Regions from separate parts of the Zea mays genome. Here region 1 is linked to region 2. Evidence: chromatin contacts called from public Hi-C data. All regions are on one chromosome and are shown on one strand. The core of a region is the stretch at or near the end of the contact, and the rest is flanking DNA. Distances in the headings are between cores, read along the strand shown.

Region 1 (5,823 bases), core at 2,893-5,392, 100 kb after region 2:
GCTGGTCCTTTGACTGATCAACGTAACATGAATCTCACTGTACTCCGCACATGCAACGTACGATGCAAATATATGTGAACCCATGTAGTACAGGGATTGCATTCTGCTAGTTACCACGAGCCTTTTTTACTGGTGTCGCACGAGCTCCCCGCAGGGAAGTTACTGTAACACTGCAGTGGCCAGTGCATGCTTGGCTTTTTACTGCTGGATCAAGCCCGGCTTTATCCGACAGCACGCACGGCAGTCGGCAGAGAGAAAGAGAGAGGCCCCACCTCCTGACCCCAACGCAGAGACGCAGGCCATGCATGCATGCATGCGGCATGCCCTACACCGGGCGGGGCCGGCGCGCGTGTAGGCGTTGATCCGTCGTCGGCCCCGGCCGCCTCGCCGTTGCGCGTGGCACCTTTTGCAGATCTCGCAGCAGGACGTGCCGCCACTGTTGGCACGTGCGCGCGTGTCAGGGCACACGTGAGCGGTACCAGGCCCAGCGTCCAGCGATGGTCCCCGGCACGCGCGCGGAGGCGACGGGGGCGGTCGAGCGGCGGCCAGGCCCCGCCGCGTCGAGCGCGCGCTCGATCCGCTCACCCGACCGGCGCCGCGAGCCCGCGCGGCCGGATGTTGGTTGCATGCGCAGCGCTTGGTCGCTTGGACCGCGGACGTGGCGGGTGCGGGCGCCGGGGTTCGTAGTGGCCGGCCCGGCCGGGCCACCCCCCCCGTTCTGCACACGCGCACGGGCCCTTGTCTCCCGCTCTGGCCTGGTCTGCCTTGTGCTAGCGAGCTAGCTGATCATGCATATCGCGTCGCGCGTACGTGACCATACGCTAGCTGCGCGCTGAGCCGCTGACTGGTGACTGGTCTCGATCGTCTCCGCCGGTCTCTCTCTTTCCCTTCTCCCACAGGCAGCGCATCCAAACCATGAACCGCTTAAAAAGGAGCCTGCCAACAGCAACACCATTCCCAGCGAAGAAATAGGCGTAGGGCGGTAGGGCCAAGGCCGCCCAAAGTGTAGCAGGAAGTTGCACGAGGACGCCGTTTCTCCCTCGCAAGTTAGGCCGGCACCCACTAGGAAGCAGCCAGCAGGTGGTGACACGTGTTCTGCGTATACACGAGGCGTGCTATAGAAAACAAGCGGGCTGCGGCCGAACGCGGCACGCCCTGTCGCCGTCGTCCGAATCGCGACGGATGTCAAACGGACATCAATTCGCGCGCCACACTCTCTAATGCACGCGCTTTAGGTGACAGCAACTGTACAGTCCACACAGACGGGCATGCGCATCAGTTGACAGATGGGCACACTTCGTCAGTGAACACGGCCGGGGGGCGGTGGTTGGAGGCGGAGGAGGGGGGCTGGAGCGGCGCATGTGCATGCCCCGTCCTGCCTGCCAGTCTGATCGTCCCGCGGAACCACCGCCAGATCCACCTCTCTCTCTCTTGGAGCCCCCAGCGTACGTGGAGTCGTGGACCACGCATCGCCCAGCGGCGCCTTTTACGTGCGGCCGGGCTCGCCGTCACGAGCCTCCACACGGCACCGAGCGCAGGCACGCGACACACGGTCACATCTCCACGCACGCACGCACGCACGCACGCGTCTCCTGTGGTACGTGGAACGTGGCGTGTTTCGACGTGGTCTTGGGTACGCGTACGGCCGCACGCGCGCTCCTCCATCGGATACCGCACGATGCGAGGCGAGTAGGCCTGCAAATGGGGTCGATGTAAATGAGTATTTTAGGTGGGTTTAAGAAATGATTTTGTTTTGGTGGGTTGTGATGTGTTTTAATTATTAACAGGTTGGGTGGGTTTATTTTATATTGCGGGTCAAAATGGTTGATACCCATGGGTATAGATGTATTTGTATAGGTATGGGTTTCTATGGGTATTCACCAATCACACTACCACCCTAATCAGTACTATTTTATTTCAGGTTTAGAGAAGTCTTTGATTTATTTAGTCACACACAGCACACTATACTATGCCATTTTATCAGTACCATTTTATTTGAAAATGTGACCAACTATAAAGTTGCATAACTTTTTGAGATCTACAAATTCTATTTTAATAGTTTCTACATCCGATGCCGTTTACAAAATTTGAATTTTAAATTTGAAAACTTCACACGAATTTTTCAATGATAAGATGATTTCAAATAAAAAAGTTGACAATTACAAAATTTCATTACATTTCAAGACCTACAACTTTTATTTTGGTGGTTTTTCATCCGAGGTAGTTTGAAAAATTCAAATTTCAAAATTCAAACATAGTTTTGCATGACAAGATGATTTCAAACCAAAACATTGTCAACTACAAAGTTTAATAACTCTTCAATACCTACAACTTTCATGTTGGTGATTTTTTCTTTTGAGGTTGTTTTCAAAATTCAAATTTTAAATTTTTAAAATTCAGACATAGTTTTCGTTGAAAATATGACTTCAAATGAAAAAGTTGTCAACTACAAACTTCTATAACTTTTCAAGATCTACAAAGTTTATTTTGGTTGTTTGATCATTTGTTCATCTCACATGATAGTTCTAACAATATGCACAAATTCTATACATATCTCTCGTAGTTCCATAAACTACGAGAGAGATATAGGTTTTATGAACAAATTTATTTTTAGTTTGTCATATGAAGAAATGTTCAAAATATAAAATGTACATCATGATGAGTTATACAAATTTGAGGTTGTTTATTTTTCTTTTGAGGTTGTTTATTTTTCTTTTAAACATAGATGGATTAAGGATCCTTAACATATGTTTTTTGTTATTTTCTCGAGATCTAAATGTTCATTGACCAAATTTGTCACTGTGTATGCAACTATGTTTTTGTATGTCACTAAAACTACCTATAAAATTATCACTGTGTATCAGTGTATGCAGTTGGCTTGATGTGAGACAATAAGCTAAACCCACGGGTTTTCCTTGGGTTTCCACCCAATTACGGGTTGGTTTGGGATCTGTTGACGCCTTCCGCGCTCAATTTGGTGCTCAACAGGATCAATATTGTTATTGGATGGGTTGGGTTTAACTTTCTTATAGTATTTTTGGTTGGGTGTGGGATGGATATCAAAGTAATTAGATTTGGGTATGGGTGGGAGTGGATTGGACTTTTTGCCATTAGCAGGCCTAGATGCGAGGCGTGGAGTTTACGTGCCGCCGTGCGCGCATCCGGGGCGATCGGCGCGGCGTGCCACGTGCGGTGAATTCGCCCGGAAGCGAGCGGTCGGCGGAGGGGACGCATTGCGTACGGTGGATCCATACCCATCGTCTTCCTGCTGCTGGTCTTTATTTTTTGCGCGGTGAAAGGGTGGGGGGTTCGGAGGAGCAGATAGCTTGGTAGCCGCTTTTTTTTTCACCGAGCGAGGAGGCTCATGCTTCCGGCGGTCGGTTTCAGCGGATCCGTTTTACCGACACCACGGGTCGAAAAGATGGAAAGCGAAAGGCCAGCGGGCTAGCCGGCTAGAGGCGCCGCAGCGACAGCGAGAGAGAGGGAAAAAAACTAAAGCTGAGCCGCGAACTAGGAAAAGGCACGATGAGGAGCTGCCGTGGACGTGGCTCCTCGACGACTCTAGTTATATTCGTTACCGCAAACGTTGTACGGCCAGTAACGAACTTTTGTTGTTGCAGTGCCCACATCTCGGTCGGTCGCTCCTGTGAAAAAAGGTAGGGGCACGCCACGATCCAGATCGTTTCTCCTGTTAACTTATCTACACACAGCCTGAAGCTTTGATGGAGCCATGAAAGGGGAGGCTCGCAGCCATGAATGGGGCAGGAGTGGCCAGGCCCGAATCTGGAGCACATGCGTGGCCCGGTGGCCGTCTCCATCCACGGGATGCCCGCAATTCCCGGCCTCATTGTCATGTGCCTCCCCAGTCCCCACCTCTCCAAACCGTCACGTGACCCATAGTCCGCAGTCCACGTCGCCGCCCACCCCCTCCCCTCAAATCTGAAATCCAATCGACTCATTAACCCCGGAGCTCGGCAGAGAGAGAGCATCGGCACGGCGCGGTGGTTGATTAACCAGAACCAGAAGCCAGCACGTGCGCGCCGGGGCTGGTCCGCCGCCTGGGTCTGCGTACATATGCGTCTGTCTGAGCGGGCGCCGCGAAGGAAACTGACGGGGGGCTTTGCTTGGCGTATAAAGCGTCTCGCGAGCGCCTACCGGCAGCCATAGCTGGTGAGTAGTAGTAGTATACTGGAGGAGGAGGAGGAGGAGGAGAGGGAGAAGACGAAGCGAAGCCAGGGCAAGGTCGTCGGAGCCGGAGAGGGAGGAAGGTGGAGAACCTCTACCTGCGTCACGTGACAACTGTCTCCTGACCCACAGGAGCGGCGGACTCCCTCTGCTCGCCGCGCGCGGCCTGTTCCGGTTCGGTCGGCGGCCGACGGCCGGCGGCGGAGGCAGCAGGAAGCTACTGTACCAACCGGCCCAAGAGAATTGCGGGTCCAGAGGCAGTGATGGCGGGGCGCTACGATTGACGTGCTACGATTATGGGCATCCAAGGTACGTACAGGAGCACGCGCGCATGGGCATGTATGGCCTGTCGATCTTGTGTGCTGCTGCGTGGCTTTCGTTCGAGTCATTGGCGGACACAGGGGAAATTAACCTCCGCCGCGCGCAGGGAACAAGGCGGCGACGCACGAGCACGACTTCCTCTCGCTGTACGCCGCCGCCGCCGCCAAGGACGCTCCTCTCCTGCTACACGACTCCAAGGCGCCGCCTCCTTCTCAAGGTCCGCACGCACACACTGCAGCCTTCATTCTCCCTTCCTCTCACGCCAATTCTACTCCCTCTCGTTGGACCTCCGCGCAAGCAATATAACATCTGCCTGTTGCAATTCCTTGTTTCCTGCCTGGATCAAACCGGGGAAGAAAACCTTGCAAGCCAGCTTGTAGTAAATGACTAATTAATTAACCAATCAAATTAGCATGTTCCTCGCACTGACGCGTGATGATTGGGGTTCATTTAACTAGTAGTATGTAATAAAGTACAGCACCCTATAAATTTCGTGCAATTTAAGCTGGACGGCGATAAGAAGCGACAACCAAAAGCAACGGCGGATCACGTGTGCGTCGGACGCAAGGAGCCGTCGACGGGCGGCCTTCCGTCCCATCTGTCCGGGCCCACCCACCCCGCCCCGACCCGACCCACGGGCTGGCTGGCTTTATTCATGCTTAAGCCGCATGGAAATGTTTTTATACGAACAATCGCGTGTTGATTTTCATTCGTTCTTCTTACGGCTATTTTTTGTTTTGTAAGGGAAAGTTTCTTATCACTGGCTACCGCCGATAATAAAAGTTACTGCGTATGTATATATATACAGGTAATTTCCTCTTGAAGACGCACGACTTCCTGCAGCCGTTGGATCAGAAGCCGGGAGCGCCGCCGGAGCCGTCGCCGCTGCCCGCTTCCGCCGCGGAGAGCAGGCACCAGCCGCAGCAGCAGGTCGTCGTCGCGAACCAGCACGCGCTGCCCCTGCCCGGCGGCGTCGGCACCTTCAGCATCAGCCCCGCGCCCGTGTCCGTCGCGCTGCCGGCGGCCGTCGTCAAGTCGGAGCCGCCGTTCGTGCTCTGGGGCCAGCCTGCCGCGACGCTCCATCCGGGCGCGCGAGGTACTTGTCCATCGTAGAGATTTTTCTTTCTCAAATTGTTATTTAAAGGGTTATTTACATAAAAATAGTACCAAAATATCTACCCCGAAGAATAGGAAAAGGATATATAGGGCCTGTTAAGTTGCTTACACCGTTTCGTCTATAGCGACATAGCGAATGCACACGCCACACAAACACGGCGCCGCGGTCGCACTGTCGCATGGGTTACTCGTGCTCTGGGG
Region 2 (5,879 bases), core at 2,602-5,101:
CGAGGACGGGACAGGCGCTCTCTTGGGGCCGCTCGCTTCCCTCACCCGCGTGGACGCTTGTAACCCCCCTACTGCAAGCGCACCTGACCTGGGCGCGGGACGAACACGAAGGCCGCGGGACTTCCACCTCTCTCACGCTCGGCTCCGGCCGCCTCGCCTCTCCCCCCTTCGCGCTCGCCCACGCGCTCGACCCATCTGGGCTGGGGCACGCAGCACACTCACTCGTCGGCTTAGGGACCCCCCTGTCTCGAAACGCCGACAAATATACTCACAAAATAAGAGGCGGATCCAACACTTACCTTTGTTTAGCAGATTTACCACGCCTAGACATCTTATAAATCAGGCTGAAATCTCTAGTTTCGAAGAATAGGAATGAGCACACAAACTAGGCATACGTAGGGTTCTATTTATATGCAGATACCTCGGCGCCATAGATCTTGACGCCGAGGTAAGGTCGGCGCCATAGATCTTGGCGCCGAGGTAAGGGTCGTTGACCGGCGGCACCAAGATCTATGGCGTCGAGGTATGTGCCACGTAGATTCCAAGTCATCCCTACATATTACGTCTGCACGCCAATAATATTGGCGCCGGCACACACAAGCTCGGCGCCAATGATGACAGCGCCGAGCTAAGGGTCCATTTTTTGAAATGAAACTGCCAGGGGCATAATTGTGCAAAAAACCCCAAAAAGAGTCCATTTGTAAAAAAAGTTGGCCAGGACATCCCAAGCTCCCCGATTTTTTTTGCATTTTAACCCTTCATCGAAAACAATATCACGTTTGGACCCTAGAAAATTTTAATGTCATTTTTGGACCCTTTGCTCGGCGCCATAGCCTATGGCGCCGAGGTAACACAGCTCGGCGCCATAGGCTATGGCGCCGAGGTAGGTACTGCGCTGGCCCAAACGGACGACGTGGCACCGACGTGGTACCGAGCTCGGCGCCATAGATCTTGGCGCCGAGCTTGGTTCTGTACATAAAGGTCGTCTAGTTCAGTTGGTAGAGCGTAAGGCTCTTAACCTTGTGGTTGTGGGTTTGAGCCCCACGGTGGGTGTTTTTTTTGTCTTTGTCACTGATTTGTTTTTTGTTGTCCAGATTTTTTGTTTGTCGCTGATTTGTCCGTCCAAATTTATTTCTCATCCTGTTTTTTTTTGTTTTTTGACTGATTTGTTTATTCATCTAGATATTTTTTTTGTTTTTCATGAGCCAGGCTACTTTGCTTTTCATATCCTAACTGACGCTCAGAACTTCTATGCCATGAAACACTGGTTTGCCAGGAATTCGTATAAAAATGCAGCTATCCGTGTCATAAACTAGGAAGCAATTATTTTGGAGAAACTTCCAAAGTATACTATCCGTCAGCTGTATTTGCCAGAGGAGTTCCGTGTTCTCATTAGGAGCATTAAGCGGCCTACTGAAAACATAAGAATGAAATACCTGTCACTGTTCAGCCACTCACATTTCGTTATTCCAGAAATATTCAAGTATCTAAACCTTGACGCATCCACAACGTTGGAATATATATGTACTCATATTCGAATTATAGAATACAGGCTTATCTGTAGAAATATTCAGGTTTTTTTTCTTCACGTGCTTTTGCATAAAATCAAACTGGTGAGACTACAAAATTCATGTATTAATTTATATAATAATCTTGCATTTCAAATAGGCCATCGTATAGGATAGTTAATTCATGAATATTTGTGCTTCTTTTTACCGGATAAACAAAAAAATATCTGGATGAATAAACAAATCAGTCACAAAAACAAAAAAAACAGGATGAGAAATAAATTTGGACGGACAAATCAACGACATAAACAAAAAATTGGGACAAAAAAAATAGTGACAAAGACAAAAAAACACCCACCGTGAGGCTCGAACCCACAACCATAAGGTTAAGAGCTTCACGCTCTACCAACTAAGCTAGACAACCTTTGTGTATAGAATCGAGCTTGGCGCCAAGATCTATAGCGCCGAGCTCGGTACCACGTCGGCGCCACGTTGTCCGTTTGGGCCAGCACAGCACCTACCTCGGCGCCATAGGCTATGGCGCCGAACAAAGGGTCCAAAAATGACATTAAAATTTTCTAGGGTCCGAACGTGATATTGTTTTCGATGAAGGGTTAAAATGCAAAAAATTCGGCCAAGCTCCCACCCCAGCACTCCTCTCCTCGCACAGTACCAATATACGGCTTGGGAGTTCAAGTCCGTGGGGTGTAAACGGATACTTATTCAGATATCAGTTTTTTGATCTTTTTTCTTTGATTGTGAATTAATAGAATTTAGAATATGCTATGCAAATTTATATTGTTGTTTTTAGTATTGAGCTTGTAAAGATTCATAAAATATAAACCTCAAATCTATCATATATCTTCTGAAATAATAAATATAAATTTCGGATACAAATCGAATATGGATACAGATATTTTTTCACCTTTTTTATTGTATGGAGCAAATAATGTATGAAATAATTTATACAAAATTTTATTCTTATTTATAATAATGTGCTTCATAACATAAGAAAATATTAGCATCAAATTTCATATATATCTATTTTAAAATATTAAATTTGTACTAACAGTTCGGATATCCGTTTACACCCTATTCCTAACCAAACAAGTTCTTACGTGAATGGATTAATACGCTGACCCCGGAGCTAGAAAATGATAAAATTACGCTGACCCCGGATCCGACCACGAGGGCTGGGCTTCATATTAGTTGAGATGAGAATAATAGTATCCGAGGCCCCCGCGCTTGCGCCACATCTGGTTTGGTTTGGTCCCCTCCCCACCCCACTACTACGTAGCTTTGCTCCGCGTCCACGGCGGGCGGGTGGGCGGGCAGAGCAGTCCGGCAGTGTGGGCACGGCGACGCGCGAGGGTGAGGATGAGAATGAGAAAGCAAGCAAAAGCGCGCGGGGGGCGTGTCGTCGTGCGCGCGTGTGCCGGGGGAGAGGGCGACGTGCCGGCTACCTTGACCTTGAGTGAGAGTGCGTCGTACGAGCGGGGTGTACTGTGTGATAGTAGCTCAACACTAGCTAGTAAGCTAGGCGGGCGCCCGCGCGCGCGCGCGCTGCACGTAGCAGGAAGTACTAGCTGCTGCATGTAGATGTAGTTACACTGTACCGGGGGGCGAGGACACGGAGGGTGGGCCGAGACCGCGACGTGGCGGGGCTCCCTCTCGCATCGTCCTGTATACCGTGCCGTGCCGTGCGGCTGGAGCGACGCATGTGGCGATCCAGTGCCCGCGTCGGAAGCAACGCATAATTGGTGAGCGCTGCTCGGTTCCCGGTGCACGCTACGTACCCGGCCCGGCTGCGCGTGATTCTTTCTACCTAGGAGTACGCCCTGCTCTGCTCATACATCATCAGTTCAGAACACTGAATGAATCCAGTAACCACCGTTCGGTGTCCGTCATCCGTGTCTCTGCGGAGCACGGGAGTACTAAAATACTGCGGTCTCGCATGCATCAATCTGCGAAAGAAAAGAAAAGGGTCGCGACAGACGGGCTGCGTGTTGCGAGACCGCCGGGTGCGTGTCCCGACGAGCATAGTATGCGACGGTCGCTCCTTCTCCGACACCAGTTTTTTTTCCCCCGTAGCGCTTTCAGTACGTCGCCGCACAAACAGTGTCAAGCTGTCACTAATATCACACCACGCACGGCACGGATGCAGACACGCCACGGTACTCCGCGTCCGCCTACTTATATAGTATTCTAGTACATCGTTTGCTCGAGCTCACCGGCTGGGTTCGGTTGTCCGCGGCATGATGTCCGGCCCAGCCCTGGCTCAGCCCCTCACGTGGGGGACCGCCGGACCGGGACACGTACGTACGCCCTTGCCCTTTCACGGACGGGGCCACTAGTATTTGCAAGAGGAGGAGGACCAGACCACCACCAAACTGTACCGCCGCGACCGCTCGCTGGGCCCGGGCATCGAACAACCATCAGCAGCCGATAGATCGAGCAGGCAGCCAGTGACCAGCGTGCGTGCGAGTGCATGCATCTGGACGACCGGGAGAGGGCAGGCTCCTGGAGAGGCCGTGTGGTTTGGACGGATGGCGGCTCGCCACTGGTCGCCCCGCGAAAGCTGCTGCTGTTAGGAGGGAGAACGTGTCGTGCCGACTTGTTAGGAGGAGTGTCTGCTCTGCTAGCTGGTCCGTGGCTGCCTAGGACCACTGCTCGTGAACGTACGCTTGCTAGGCATGGCAGTGGCAGATGAAGGGCGCTGGAGGTGTCGTCTTCAGTCTCAATGTGCAAGTCGCATTGAGGAGGTACACGAAGCAACTCGACTCCATTGCAAAAAAAGTTTTGCTTATTTGGCCATGAGCGAGCCAGCTGAGAGCCACAGCCACCACATCCAACCTTGCTTTGGAGCCTGGGGGATCCGGATCTTCTAACGTCCACGTCGTCCAGCGACGTCGCTCTGCACTGCAGTCAGTGGGGGCGGGGACCGTTCGCTGAGATGAGATCGAACGGTGGCTGGCTCCCACCAGGCTTATGTACGCTGGGCTCCGGCCCATCTCGGCCCCAAAGCACCACGCTACCTCTCCTTGGGACCTTTTTACCTGGCTAGCGCCATGCCTTGGGCTGAGATGGGCCTGCTGCTGTGCTTGTGCCGGCTGGAGTTCTGCAGGGCCACGGTAGGACGGAAAACGAGCGGGATGGATTGGATTGGATTGGTGACTGCACAGGATCCAGTTCCTCTGGACCTCCCAACTCCTAAAAAAGTTCAGTTTGTTTGGAGTTGCGTATCCGTATTTGTACTAATCGTTTTTTTGTATTCACAAATTGTATATCCAAACTGGGTACCGAAGCTACAGTTGTAATTATTAACAGAGGGGAATGACCGAATGAGGTGTATAGATTAGCGAGGATTGACTGGGCCCGCGTAGAGAAGAGCAACATACCAATAAACAAGATAGACGGCGTGCTGGCCGGCTGGGATTATCCCAAAAGCCAGTAGATCATAGAACTGCATCCTAGTATCACCTCGACTCGCCCTTCTCTCCATACTTTTGCAGAAAGCCAGTAGATCAAAGAACTGCATGCATGTGATCACTAAGAAGTACTGTAAGAACTACGGATTGACAACTTTTTTTTTTGCAGCGCACGAGTGTTCAAAAAATGGCAGTACGTAGCAGTTAAACGACGCTCAGTTAAACGACGCTCACGGTTCTGCAATAGCAGCTTGTGTCCACGAAGAAAAAACGCTGAACCACTGAACTCTTCGTCCAATGTGTTAAGTAACTTTAGTTAGGGTTACGTGGGCAACTGCTTTGCTCCTGAGGGGTCTGACATCTCTATATAAGGAACATGTACACCCCTCATAATAGAAATCAGAAAGAGACCAGAGGTCCAACCCTATATTTTGTGTCTCGTGTGTTTTCTCTGTCGTGCTTATGAGAAGGGAGACGGGTTCTCTACATCTTCTTGCGCCTCTACTGCTGACGGGATGGAAGGGAGCGGATCTGGTGATCCGTGATAACGTAGTTCTCAACACGTTATCAGCACGCTCTGCATCAACTCTCCGTCAAGTCGGCAAGTCCTCCGGCCTAGCCGAACTGTCCTACGCGACAGCCATCATTTTCGTCTACTGAATCAAGAAATGGGGTATGTAATTTCTGGACTGAATCTGTGATTTAGTTTCCAATCTATTGTTTGCGGTGAAAAAAAGCACCTTCACCGCTTTGGGGAGCGCCGCCTAGAGCCACTGCTCCTACGTGTGTTCGTGTCTCGCGGAGATGCGACCTCTTCTCACACGATCCGATTCACCCGCGTGGTGATCTGTTATCCTCGTGGCAGTTAGAAAAAAAGAGGAATCACGCACTTGGGGCTCGCACCGCCGCACGTATTCTGCCACGACATCGCACGAAGCGTGGC

Evidence for each region. A called contact is a pair of places that touch in the nucleus more often than the background predicts.
Region 1: a Hi-C map of leaf shows a contact between it and region 2, with 2.5 times the contacts expected there. The contact joins the promoter of LOC100191909 here to the enhancer-like site in region 2. A contact is called at or near these places in 7 of 25 Hi-C or Micro-C datasets (bundle sheath, ear, endosperm and 2 more).

The regions. Positions count from the first base shown.
Region 1 is chr7:135,557,763-135,563,585 of Zm-B73-REFERENCE-NAM-5.0, forward strand. It overlaps LOC100191909, which reads left to right and starts at 4,143. Exons shown (of 12, transcript NM_001350318.1): 1 at 4,143-4,494; 2 at 4,613-4,723; 3 at 5,315-5,602. The coding sequence starts at 4,482.
Region 2 is chr7:135,455,565-135,461,443 of Zm-B73-REFERENCE-NAM-5.0, forward strand. No RefSeq gene overlaps it. Among protein-coding and RNA genes, the nearest start is that of LOC103632901, 20 kb to the left of the region's middle. Within about 2 kb of position 3,852, at least 20 of the 20 cell types and tissues checked have an H3K27ac peak or open chromatin away from gene starts, as enhancers often do. A contact at or near this core is called in bundle sheath, ear, endosperm and 2 more, where this site is marked.